2 separate regions of the Triticum aestivum genome follow, and region 2 is linked to region 1. The links are chromatin contacts, called in public Hi-C maps. All regions are on one chromosome and are shown on one strand. The core of a region is the stretch at or near the end of the contact, and the rest is flanking DNA. Distances in the headings are between cores, read along the strand shown. Region 1 holds the start of LOC123187918 (pentatricopeptide repeat-containing protein At4g28010). Region 2 holds the start of LOC123187921 (dolichyl-diphosphooligosaccharide--protein glycosyltransferase subunit 4C).

Region 1 (5,666 bases), core at 1,223-3,722:
GCCCGAACGATTGGTATGAGTGATCCATAACATTCATGCCAAACAACGTGTGAAAGGTTCCCAAAACCAATCCTCCCCACCCGACGTAGAAGTTTCCCAAAACCATGGTTGGGCCGCCCCGCCCAATGAGCGATGTGGGCAAGCATTCCATTGATCTGGCAATAGGCGATATATTTCTCTCGGGCACAATTGAAATACTAAAAGAAAAATAAACCGGGAAGGGATTACATGCATTTGAACTTCAATGAATTTTTCAAAAGAAGTAACATTGCTGAGTCTGAAATGCAGTGGAACTTGATGGTCGTTGATCCCCTATAAATGGCATGTTCGTCATGGCATATGACACCCATGTCATCATCTCCACCTTTTGCAGATACTGCACCGTCAACATTCAACTTTGAGTATCCAACACGAAGTGTCATTTGACCTTGCTGACGAGGAATGGCTACCCTAGTCCCTCTCCTTTGGACTTTCACTGTCACACAATGAATGTTACCTAGAAACCGATTTTATAAAAAAAATGCATAGAGAGTGGAGAGTGGAACTCGCCCTTTTTGTATCGCCTTGATTTTAATTATATCTTTTTTAGACATATATGGCGCATGGTTGAGGGAGCGTCAGGTGCTCGCCTCTCCTTGTGATTATAACTAAGTGCAGTAGCTAGCTTGCATTTTTTTTCCTTTTTAATTTCTCTTTCCTGACACGTTTTGTATTCCAACAAATTTACTTTACTTATTTTTTTTCAAAAAATATCTGTAGAACTTAAATTTTGTTAATGGCATCATAAAAAATTCACGTGATAAAAAAATGGTCTTGATAGTTAAAAAATGTTCATGAAATTTATAAATATGATCATGTTTACAAAAAAAATCATAAAAAAGATCTTTATACCATTTAGAAAAATGTTCATGAACACAAATTTTTAAAAGATGTTCATGGCTGGGAAGAAAAAGTTCATACACTAAAATTAAGATGTTTTGACATTTTTGTGAATTTCAAAACTAAAAATGAGAAGGCCAATTAAAGATAAATAGAAAATAACAAACTACGTAAAAAACACAGTAAAAACCTAGTTTGAAAAAATGTTCGAGACTCCAAAGATCGTTCGAGGATTTGAAAATTTGTTCATAAAAAATGTTCATGAATTCAAATAATGTTGACGAATTAAGAGAACGTTCAGGAATTTGAAAAATGTTTGTGGATCCAATAAAGATTTGTAGATTTGATAAAAATGTTCAAGAATAATTTATTTAAAATAATAACAGTTTCTTATTTTGATGACCAATTTTTTGAAATTGGGAAATTCATAACACTGTTTGGAAAACCCGAACATTTTTAGATAAATGTAAACAATTTTGAAATCCTGGACTGGTTGTTTGAAACAAACCATGTACTAAAGTTCGCACAAATTTTGAAGGCATTGGACATTTTAAAAAAACATGGACATTTTTTTGGAAAACCAGAACATATTTGAAAAGGTAACAATTTATGATATTGCAAACATTTTTCGAAATTATGAATTAGAAAGTCAGAAGAAAAGAAGGAAAAACAGAAAGAAACCCAAAAAACCAGGGAACAAAAAAAAACAGTTCAGGTTCCTAAAACCGATCGTGTGCTCGCTTCATTTGATCTTTGATGGGCCGGTCCATCTTCCTAGTGTAGTGTGGGCGATGGGAGCCTGAATGATTGCCATGAGTGACCCTTAGCATTTTGTGAAACAATGCACAAAATGTTCCCCAAACTAGTCCCCACTCGACCTAGAGGTTTGCCAAAACCATTGTTGGGCCGACCCACCCGACGAGCGACATGGGCGAGGGTTCCATTGGTCTCGCAATAGGCGTTATATTTCTCTTGCGCACAATTGAACTGCTGGAGGAAAATAAATTGGCAAGGGATTACATGCATTTGAACTTCAATGAGTTTTTCAGAAGAAATAAAAATTTGAAGCTCAAAGCATAGATTGGTCAGTCGGTACCACTCCTTGGTCATGGACTGCTGAGCCTAGCTCAAATGGTGAGGTTCTTTGTGATGCAACTAATCCACTAAAGGATTCAAGTCTTATAGTTAACACTGGTGCTCACATTTTTGTAGATTTATTCCAATTTTTTTGTTGATGTTTGTGCAGTGGGGGGAAACATTCTCATCGGCTACAAAGACGTCTGTGGTGACTTCGATAATTTTAGATGATGCACTGGCTCTGTCTCTTGAAGGTGCTCATAGAGATAGGGTGTACGTGCACATGAAATTTTTAAGTGTATATGCGTATATACGAGCGTTTCAGTTTGTACTGTGTGAAAAGACCCAAAGAAGCACCCGCAAAAAAAACCAAAGAAGAGTAGGACTTGAATAGGCCCAGCATGCTCCACGCCCCGGAAGGCCATCTTCACGCAAGGCCGCTAGCCCACCATTGTCAACCGAGGCCGAGCCAACTGCCAACATACGGCCATGGCCCTCCCGACAAACATGTCACAGGTCACAAGTCACAACCCACGCGCGCAACCAGCTCTTTTGCCGACCCGCGCCGCCGCCGCCGCCGCGCCAACAGTCCGCCATGACGAGGAAGCACGCGGGCACCGGCGTCCTCCGCGCCCTCGTCGCTGTCGCGGCCTCCGTCGCGTCCGCCTCGTCCCGGACGCCCCCGAGGCGCGCCGCGCCCTACCTCGCCGTCCTCCTCCGCCGGGGCCGCGCCGAGGCCGCGGCGCGCCTCAACCGCCACCTCCGCCTGCTGCCTCTCCCGGAGTCCCCCGCCCTCCTCTCGGCGCTCCCCTCCGTCCGCGACGCCGTCTCCTACAACACCGTCCTCGCCGCGCTCTGCCGCCAGGGCTGCCTCGACGCCGCGCTCTTCCTCCTCCGCGTCATGTCGCACGAGCCCCGCCTCGCCTGCCGCCCCAACGCCATCTCCTACACCACCCTCATGCGCGCGCTCTGCGCCGACCGTCGCGCGGGCCAGGCCGTCGGGCTGCTTCGGTCCATGCAGGACTGCGGCGTCCGCCCCGACGTGGTCACCTACGGCACGCTCATCCGTGGGCTGTGCGACGCCGCGGACGTTGACAAGGCCGTGGAGCTGCTGAATGAGATGTGCGAGAGTGGTATCGAGCCCAACGTGGTTGTGTACAGTTCTTTACTCCATGGGTACTGCAAGACCGGGAGGTGGGAAAGCGTAGGCAAGGTGTTCGAAGAAATGTCTGACAAGGGTATTGAGCCCGATGTTGTGATGTACACTAGTTTGATCGATAGCCTGTGTAGACACGGGAAGGTAACAAAGGCAGCGCGGGTGATGGAAATGATGGCGGAGCGGGGGTTGGAGCCAAACGTGGTGACCTACAATGTGCTGATCAATTCCATGTGCAAGGAAGGGTCTGTGAGGGAGGCGCTCGATTTGCGGATGAATATGCTGGAGAAGGGCGTGCAACCAGATGTTGTGACATATAACACACTCATCACAGGGCTATCTAGTGTGCTTGAGATGGATGAGGTGATGGCGTTGCTAGAGGAGATGATGCAAGGTGAAACTAAAGTTAGGCCTGACTTGATGACATTCAACTCGGTTATACATGGACTTTGTAAGATTGGTTGGATGCGGCAAGCGTTTGAGGTCCGTGCCATGATGGCTGAGAATGGATGCAGGTGTAACTTGGTGACATTTAACCTGCTAATTGGTGGACTCCTTAGAGTCCACAAGGTAAAGAAGGCCATGAAGCTGAAGGATGAGATGGCTAGTTCTGGACTGCAGCCTGATTCGTTCACCTATAGCATATTGATAAATGGCTTCTGTAAAATGCGGCAAGTTGAACGTGCGGAAAGCCTCTTGTCTGAAATGAGACGTCAAGGGATGGAGCCTGAGCCAGTTCACTATATTCCTTTGCTTAAAGCTATGTGTGATCAAGGCATGATGGGGCAGGCTAGGGATTTGTTCAATGAAATGTATATGAACTGCAAATTAGATGCTGCTGCATATAGCACTATGGTCCATGGTGCTTTCAAATCAGGGGAGAAGAAAATTGCAGAAGAGTTTCTTAAAGATATGATTGATGAGGGACTGATTCCTGATGCTGTGACATATTCTATCCCAATCAACATGTTTGCAAAATCTGGAGACCTGGCAGCGGCGGAGCGGGTGCTTAAACAGATGAAAGCAAGTGGCTTTGTGCCTGACGTTGCTGTATTTGATTCACTGATCCAAGGTTATGGAGCTGAAGGCGACACCGAGAAGGTTCTTGAGTTAACTCGTGAAATGACAGCCAAGGGTGTAGCACTTGATCCTAAAATTATTTCAACTATTGTCACTTCTCTTGGGGCAAGCATTGAAGGGCAAGAGTTATTGCAGAGCTTGCCTGGTTTTGATAAAGAAATATCAAAAGGCGATGCCATTTTGCCCCATGATGTAATGAATATGCTACAAAAACAATGCACCAAACCTGAATCCCCTGCTCCTTGCTGAGCTCTGATCCCAATTCAGGTGCTTGCGTGTATGTTGCCTTCATATTTGAAATCTAATATATGTTCGGTTAGTCTAAATCTGCTAAATGTCTTTGATATTTTCGTCCATTGCTGGAGTATGGGTGTTAGTATATTACTTTCAGCTGGCCGATATCCTAAATTATGAGAAATAACCATATTATAGTCATTGCATGTTATGTACCTATTACCCTCATGATTAATGCAGGATTGCTTAATCTGCTCTTCTCTTCTCAATGTACCAGTGCAGTCTATATCATCCAAGGCAAAGCTGAAAGCAATGACATGTGAGAGTAAACGTACATACTCAAATGATCAAATCTTGCTCACACACTTATTTGTCAGACTCTTGGTTAAGTGGCATCTTCAAATTTCATGTGGTACGACAATTCAGCATCCTTAAAGAGTTGCGGATATTTTGACATGTAGTGGTATGTATCTTCAGATAAACTAAACAGTTGGAGTGTTGACATCAAAGATGGGATGTTCATAAATCCAGCAAGGAGAAATGCCATCTTCACTAGGTTTTAAGATGAGCATGTCCACGACAAAGATGGTTTATAAGGGGCTAACCGCCAAAGCTTGTAGGGGCTTTTCACAGGTTCCAAAACCCGCTGAGGTAGCCTGAACCAAACAACACAGCTGCTCCATTTACCAGGTTTGGTATGGGTTTCAAACCAAACCTGTCGGGCTGTCTATACTGATACACTACCAGGGTGGTATGGTTGCGGCGCACCAGACACTTTGAGCCTGAGTTGCGTGGTGGAGTTGTCGATGGCAGTATGGCACCATCTCTCATCAAAGCCCGAAACCTGCTGCTGTGTTTCCTTGACATGCCACTACCTCCGAGCAAGAGTTTTTCTACCAGCGATGACGAACGGATCAAGAACCATTCCTGCAATCCTGCTTACATGCCAGTCGCTCTGCAGCCAATGTTCCAAAGGCCTTATCCTTGCTGGCAGAGTTAGAGGTGGCCGGTGGGCATCTGTATTGCCAAGGCCTAGTATGGTAATGCTCGTCTCTTTTAGTTCTCCTTCTCTTTGACGAACCAATTTTGTTGTATTTTCATGTACTATATGTGTAGCTTCTTGTCCGGATAAAAAATTGTGATCTAACCTTGTTCCCACTGTCAATTTCTTTTATTGTAATATATTGTTACACTGCAGTACTATTCTTTTGGTTCACATTTTTGTTAAGAAGATAAATGT
Region 2 (5,666 bases), core at 2,187-4,686, 220 kb before region 1:
GAATCTAAAGAAGGCAAGTTCCAAAAAGGATTTAATCTTTACTTTTCTCTTGTTTGACATCTATTATATGCACGCCCTATTTGAAGATGATTACATGCAATGCAAGCCTGAATTTGTTAGCCAGTCTGCTGTACTTTGCTGAACAAGTTTAACTTTTGGCAGATTGTTGGTGGTTCCGAGCATACCCTTCGTGCAAAGCTCACATTTTCCCAGGAGACACATGGTATGCTCTTGACTTCTAGCATGGCCTGTCTATGCTCTGAGTGACTATTATACTATGTTTTTGTGACACACATCTTTATGAACACAGGAAACCTCACAAAGGAAGCCGGACCAGTAAACATGAACTTCACTATACCTATGTACAATGCTTCAAAGTTACAGGTAAGACCATCTGCTGCCATCTCTGTGCCAACACTAACATGATTTAAGATTTTTTTCTTAGCTGTTCTATTATTCGATGTGTTTGACTAGTAGATCGATGTATAGCTTTTATGCTTCCTGAACACCAACACCACCCACACACGACTGAACTATTCCCTTCCCCGCTGCAGGTCAGATATCTTCAGATAGCGAAGAAATCCAAAACGTACAATCCATACAGGTGGGTGAGATATGTGACACAGGCCAACTCGTATGTAGCTCGCCTATGAGGACATTGCTTGTACAATTCTTCTGAATGCTCTTCCCACCTGTTCCTTGTGCAATTATCTTGGACAGACTTGAAGCTTTGGACAGAGTGACATGTATTGTAACTCTATAGTGGGGATCCCAACATCACTCTGCTCCTGTAGCTTAACTTTCTTTTAGTGTTAAATTTTTCCTTCTGCAATATGCAGAAAATACATGATGGTTGTTTGTATTCTGAGAAGTGAATAAATTTCTTGTTCATCTGGTAATTACAAACTGAAACTGTCTCGCTTCGGAAATAGCACGGAAGATGAATCATATGATGGAATGCATCGGATCATTGGCTGCTTTATACTCCATTTCTAAATATAAGCCTTTTTAGAGATTTCAAATACAGACTACATATGGATGTACATAGACATATTTTAGAGTGTAGATTCACTCATTTTGCTCTGTATGTAGTCCATATTGAAATCTCTAAAAAGGCTTATAAGTATATAGGAAGAGAGGGAGTATTTCTACTGGTGATGCCGGATGAGAACCCGAAATGAGGATTTTAGGACAGTGGCAATCTTGTCTGAAGCTTCATTCTTTTTATGTTGACAAACATTACAGACGTACAAAGCTACCATGCTCAATTTTGCCACTCATCAGCATGTAATTATGGGACAAACATTACGGACGAACAAAGCTACCATGTGCTCAACATTGCCACTCAGCATGTTTCAAGAAAAGGAAGATCATATGAACACGAATCCAAACGAGTAACGACTGTATATCCTTGGAGTAACGAACGAACAATCACCGACGACTTGATCTTGGCTGGCCACTGGAGCCGAGAATGCGCGACTTGTTCTCACCGAACAGTTTTTTTTTGACGGGGTGTTCTCACAGCACTGGAGCGTTGACATCACTCCCCAAAGTACGTGGGCCTCAAACACACGCTGCCTTAAGCCCAGATGAGCCCAGCCAGCCCAGTAATCGCGGAGTCGTCACAGGACCTGTAACCCCCGGCCCACGTCTTCTTCTGCTCTTCCTCGCCGCAACTCGGCAGTTTCAGCGCAGTGCACTCGGCAGCCAGGTCCAACGACGCGGCGACGACGGCGAGCGTGACCGCGAGCGCGCCCAGTCTCCCTACAGATCCGCGCGGCGGCCGGCAAGGTGCGGCCCTCTCCCTCCGTCTCACCTGCTCTCTTCTCTCAGATCGCATAGGGAATTTTTGCTCGCGCGAAGAGTTCCTGCCCGTCCCGCCGCGGCTTCTTCTGTCTTCCTCGTCGTGGTTTACGGCAGATCCGTTCGATTTGGGGCGGGATCCGTAGTTGTCTACGTGGAGTCACAAGGGGGTGACTGAGTTGCGCGGCTGCTTGGCCACGATCTCGTGGCCGGATCAGCTTTGCATCTCGTGAGATCTCGTTCGATTTGATTCCGGAATTCCGGCAGGAAATGGTCCGGGCTCAGTCCACTCTGTCCCTTTTGTTGGATTTTGTTCGTAGGTTTAGGGTAATTGCTGTGGTGCTCTTTGGGGGATCACCCGGTGGGTGTGCCATGCCATAGGTGAGTGAACGTAATCCGCTTGGTCAGGTTCAGGCGCCAGATGCAGTAGCCTGATATCCTTTTAGGATGATTTTTTTAAGTAATTCTCCAGTTTTAGCCGTAAGAAGATTATGCAACCCACCGAGCAGATTAAGCTATATTGAGTGAACAGCTAAGGAGCTGAATTTGTACATGTTGATAATAGATGATATGATTTCCCCCCCTTAAAACATCAAACCTAAGGTAGAGGCGAGGCTGAGTTGGTGGGTTCGCAAACTCTTGCATACAAGAAGAGTTCTCTTGGCAGTAGAAACTTGGGAAGGGCAATGAAGATATGAAGACCAATGAATTGGTGCACCAGGAAGATCGTGTTATGTGTGTTTCTCTGTATAGCTATCATTGCACGTTTCTTGCATGTTCTATTACACTGCAGAGAGAGTGCTCTTGTACAGCAGTTAACTAAATTTCACACCTCCATTCATGTGTTGCACTGGATCTGGTTATCGAAATTTTGTTTCTGTTATCTTCTATCTTTCTGTCTTGCTTTCATTTGAAACTTTCTATAGATATTAGTAGTGCAGGTTCAGTCGCACCATCTTATGTAATCTAGCTCTATACATCAGTAGCAGTATGCTCTTCATAGCTTAAAGTATGGTCATTCTTTCTGATCATGCTACACCACTAAAAGTTTATCTAGCTAGTCTCCCATCTCCCACGACTCATCCCTGAACTACAGTAGGCAGAGGACACCCTTCCCATCTCGGGTACATGGATGGCCTAATTTGTATTTTGTACATGCAAGGTTCCTTAATCAATGCATATCATGATAAAAGTGGATTGCACTTAACCCCAGTTTATTTGCTATTTCTACGTATCTTTTTGGAGAAAGTGGAGTCAGAGTGATGCTGACTTGGTGACATCCCAATCTGTCATCAAATTAGATTTGTAGGAACATGCCCCTGAGCTCAGAGATCTTTGTTTGGAATTATCAGGACCATATGATGGTTAAGCAGGGCTTTACCACATGTTTGACTTGCTGTGTTTTGTATTGACAGCCTATCCCATAATCCTATAGTAGCTTAGTGCTGCTTCTTGCCTTCCTTTCTGACACCACACGCACAGCTCGTTCATACCTCTGTTTGTATGTTGTGCTTTAGCCTTTGTTTCCATGTCATATACTTCTGATAAGTGGCAACCAGTACATTTGACTATCATCATCGATTGCCTGTTTTCACATCTTAACTATCCTTTGTTTGCCAATGTTTTCTGCAGATGTTTGACGATCAAGACTTGGGTTTCTTCACCAACTTCCTGGGGATCTTCATCTTTGTGTTGGTCATCGCGTACCACTTTGTGATGGCAGACCCGAAGTATGAGAACTGATCGCCTTTTGTTTAGCAATGAGACCATATTATACTTGGAGCAAATAGGGAAATGTGTCTGTTAATGGTAACAGAGCGCTTGACAGATCTTCTTAAGTGCAATTACCTGGCATTGTGACTTGAATCATGTTTAATCTGTTGAACAAGTGAACTGTGGAGATTTCGAAAGATCGATTTACTATCTGTCTATGTTGTACCCTGCTTGTTATTTGCTGTTTGATTATGTGATCTGTATTGCCTTTGGGGTTGCAAAATTCTCATATCTGGGACTTGAACCCCCTAGCTTCATTTTTGCTATGTTCTTCAACGATATAACTATTTTATATCTAATCAATAAAGCTTGCCGGATGGCATTCCATAAAAATGAAAAGACATTTAAGATGCACTGGAACCTTGTCGATGAAGCAGAGTTTCTGTTCTCCGCCTTGTTTTACCCATGCGAAGCAGCATCCTGCCATACACCTATGGGTTGCCGGTGCACAGATCACAATTACATGTGCTTTGTATTTCCTGCCATTTATCAGTCTTCCGTATTCAGAGAATGGAAGTTGCTAAGATTTTGGATTGTGCTTAAGCAAACCTTTTTCTACAGTGGTAGCAAAAATGAACAGTTCAATAGTTCTGGGATCTGTTTGGATGGACGTAAGGGGGCATCCGTGGAATTGACGGTACAGCATGTTTGAAAAAATGACCACTGTGGGTTATTTTAGTTCAATTGTTACAACAAACACCAGCAAGACAAAAATGGCAAAATGTTGGCATAACTCTTGCATGAAATATACTCTGAGAAGCAGAATTTATCTCAGTTCTTGCAAGAAGAAATATGCTGATAAACAGCCACAGAAAATCTAACACTCTTGACCGCAGTACATGTGTTTGGCCGAATAAGGCATTATTCTACTCCCGTCTTCGTATAGTAATGAATTGTTCTGCAAACCCGCTACTAAGAAATATTATGACAACTATTTAGTCGCAAAGATAAAAATGAAATGTAAACTAACAACTTCAAATACTTGGGAACCAGATAAGCAAATGACATAAGCTCTCACCCCGGACATTGTCAAAAAGAAAAGAAAAAATGTCTCACCCTGAACTGAAGAAAGAACTAGATGCTTCTGAATGAGATTTATCATCCATATGAATGGCGAAAGGTTGAAAACTAGAGACAAGTGGTTGGATTTCTTCTTCGCTCCTTTGAACAACATGACATGAGGCCAACCTTTTTGTTCGCAAATATTGTAATGTACTCTCCACTTGCTTCATAGTAGGCCTTTCTTCTCCCTTGAGACGCAAACACGTCTCCGCAAGAGAGGCAATGATACAAATTTCATCCTCGCTTGCTTCTTCAAGAACTTGAGTGGCTACCACCTCTCTTACTGACTTTGTTTTAATCTCTGTAATGAAGTAGATGGACAAGTTTTGCTTTGAACCTGAATTACTTCTAAAAACAGGCTCTTTTCTTGTAAGTAACTCTATGAGTACCACACCAAAACTATACACATCGCCTTTCTCATTTAGTTGCCCAGTTTGATAATATTCTGGATCCAAGTATCCGAATGTTCCTTGTACATTTGTGGTAACATGAGTTTGGTCAATAGGAACTGTTCTTGAAGCACCAAAATCTGAAACTTTAGCAGTGAAATTTCCATCTAACAGGATATTCGAGGACTTCACATCACGATGAAAGACCGATATCGAGGCAGATGTATGTAGATAACAGAGAGCTCCAGCAGTTTCTTGAGCAACCCTCAAACAATCATCCCAGGATAAACATAGTCTACTAGTTGGCTCACCATGCAAAACATCAAATAGAGAGCCATTAGGGATAAAATCAGATACTAAGAGCGGCACTTCTGTTTCAAGACAACATCCAAAGAGCTTCACGATATTTTGATGATTTATCTGGGAGAGGATTACAACCTCATTAATAAACTGATTGATCTCAGATTCCTCAACAAGTTTTGACTTTTTTATAGCCACCATACGTTGGTCCGATAAGATGCCTTTGTATACCATGCCATGTCCTCCACGGCCTACAATACGAGTTTCATCAAAGTTGTTTGTTGCCTTCTCCAACTCCTCTAAGGAGAAAATCATTGTTCTATCACGCATTTTCATCTG

The links. A called contact is a pair of places that touch in the nucleus more often than the background predicts.
Region 2: a Hi-C map of leaf shows a contact between it and region 1, with 2.8 times the contacts expected there. The contact joins the promoter of LOC123187921 here to the promoter of LOC123187918 in region 1. A contact is called at or near these places in 2 of 5 Hi-C or Micro-C datasets (both in leaf).

The regions. Positions count from the first base shown.
Region 1 is chr2A:121,801,495-121,807,160 of IWGSC CS RefSeq v2.1, reverse strand. LOC123187918 (pentatricopeptide repeat-containing protein At4g28010) reads left to right here and starts at 2,472. Exons shown (of 2, transcript XM_044599913.1): 1 at 2,472-4,459; 2 at 4,709-5,629. The coding sequence starts at 2,552. The coding sequence ends at 4,441.
Region 2 is chr2A:122,027,348-122,033,013 of IWGSC CS RefSeq v2.1, reverse strand. LOC123187921 (dolichyl-diphosphooligosaccharide--protein glycosyltransferase subunit 4C) reads left to right here and starts at 3,436. Exons shown (of 1, transcript XM_044599916.1): 1 at 3,436-3,728. The coding sequence starts at 3,436. The coding sequence ends at 3,546. It overlaps LOC123187920 (AP-4 complex subunit mu), which reads left to right. Exons shown (of 13, transcript XM_044599915.1): 10 at 1-13; 11 at 163-223; 12 at 311-384; 13 at 555-899. The coding sequence ends at 653. It also overlaps the pseudogene LOC123191580.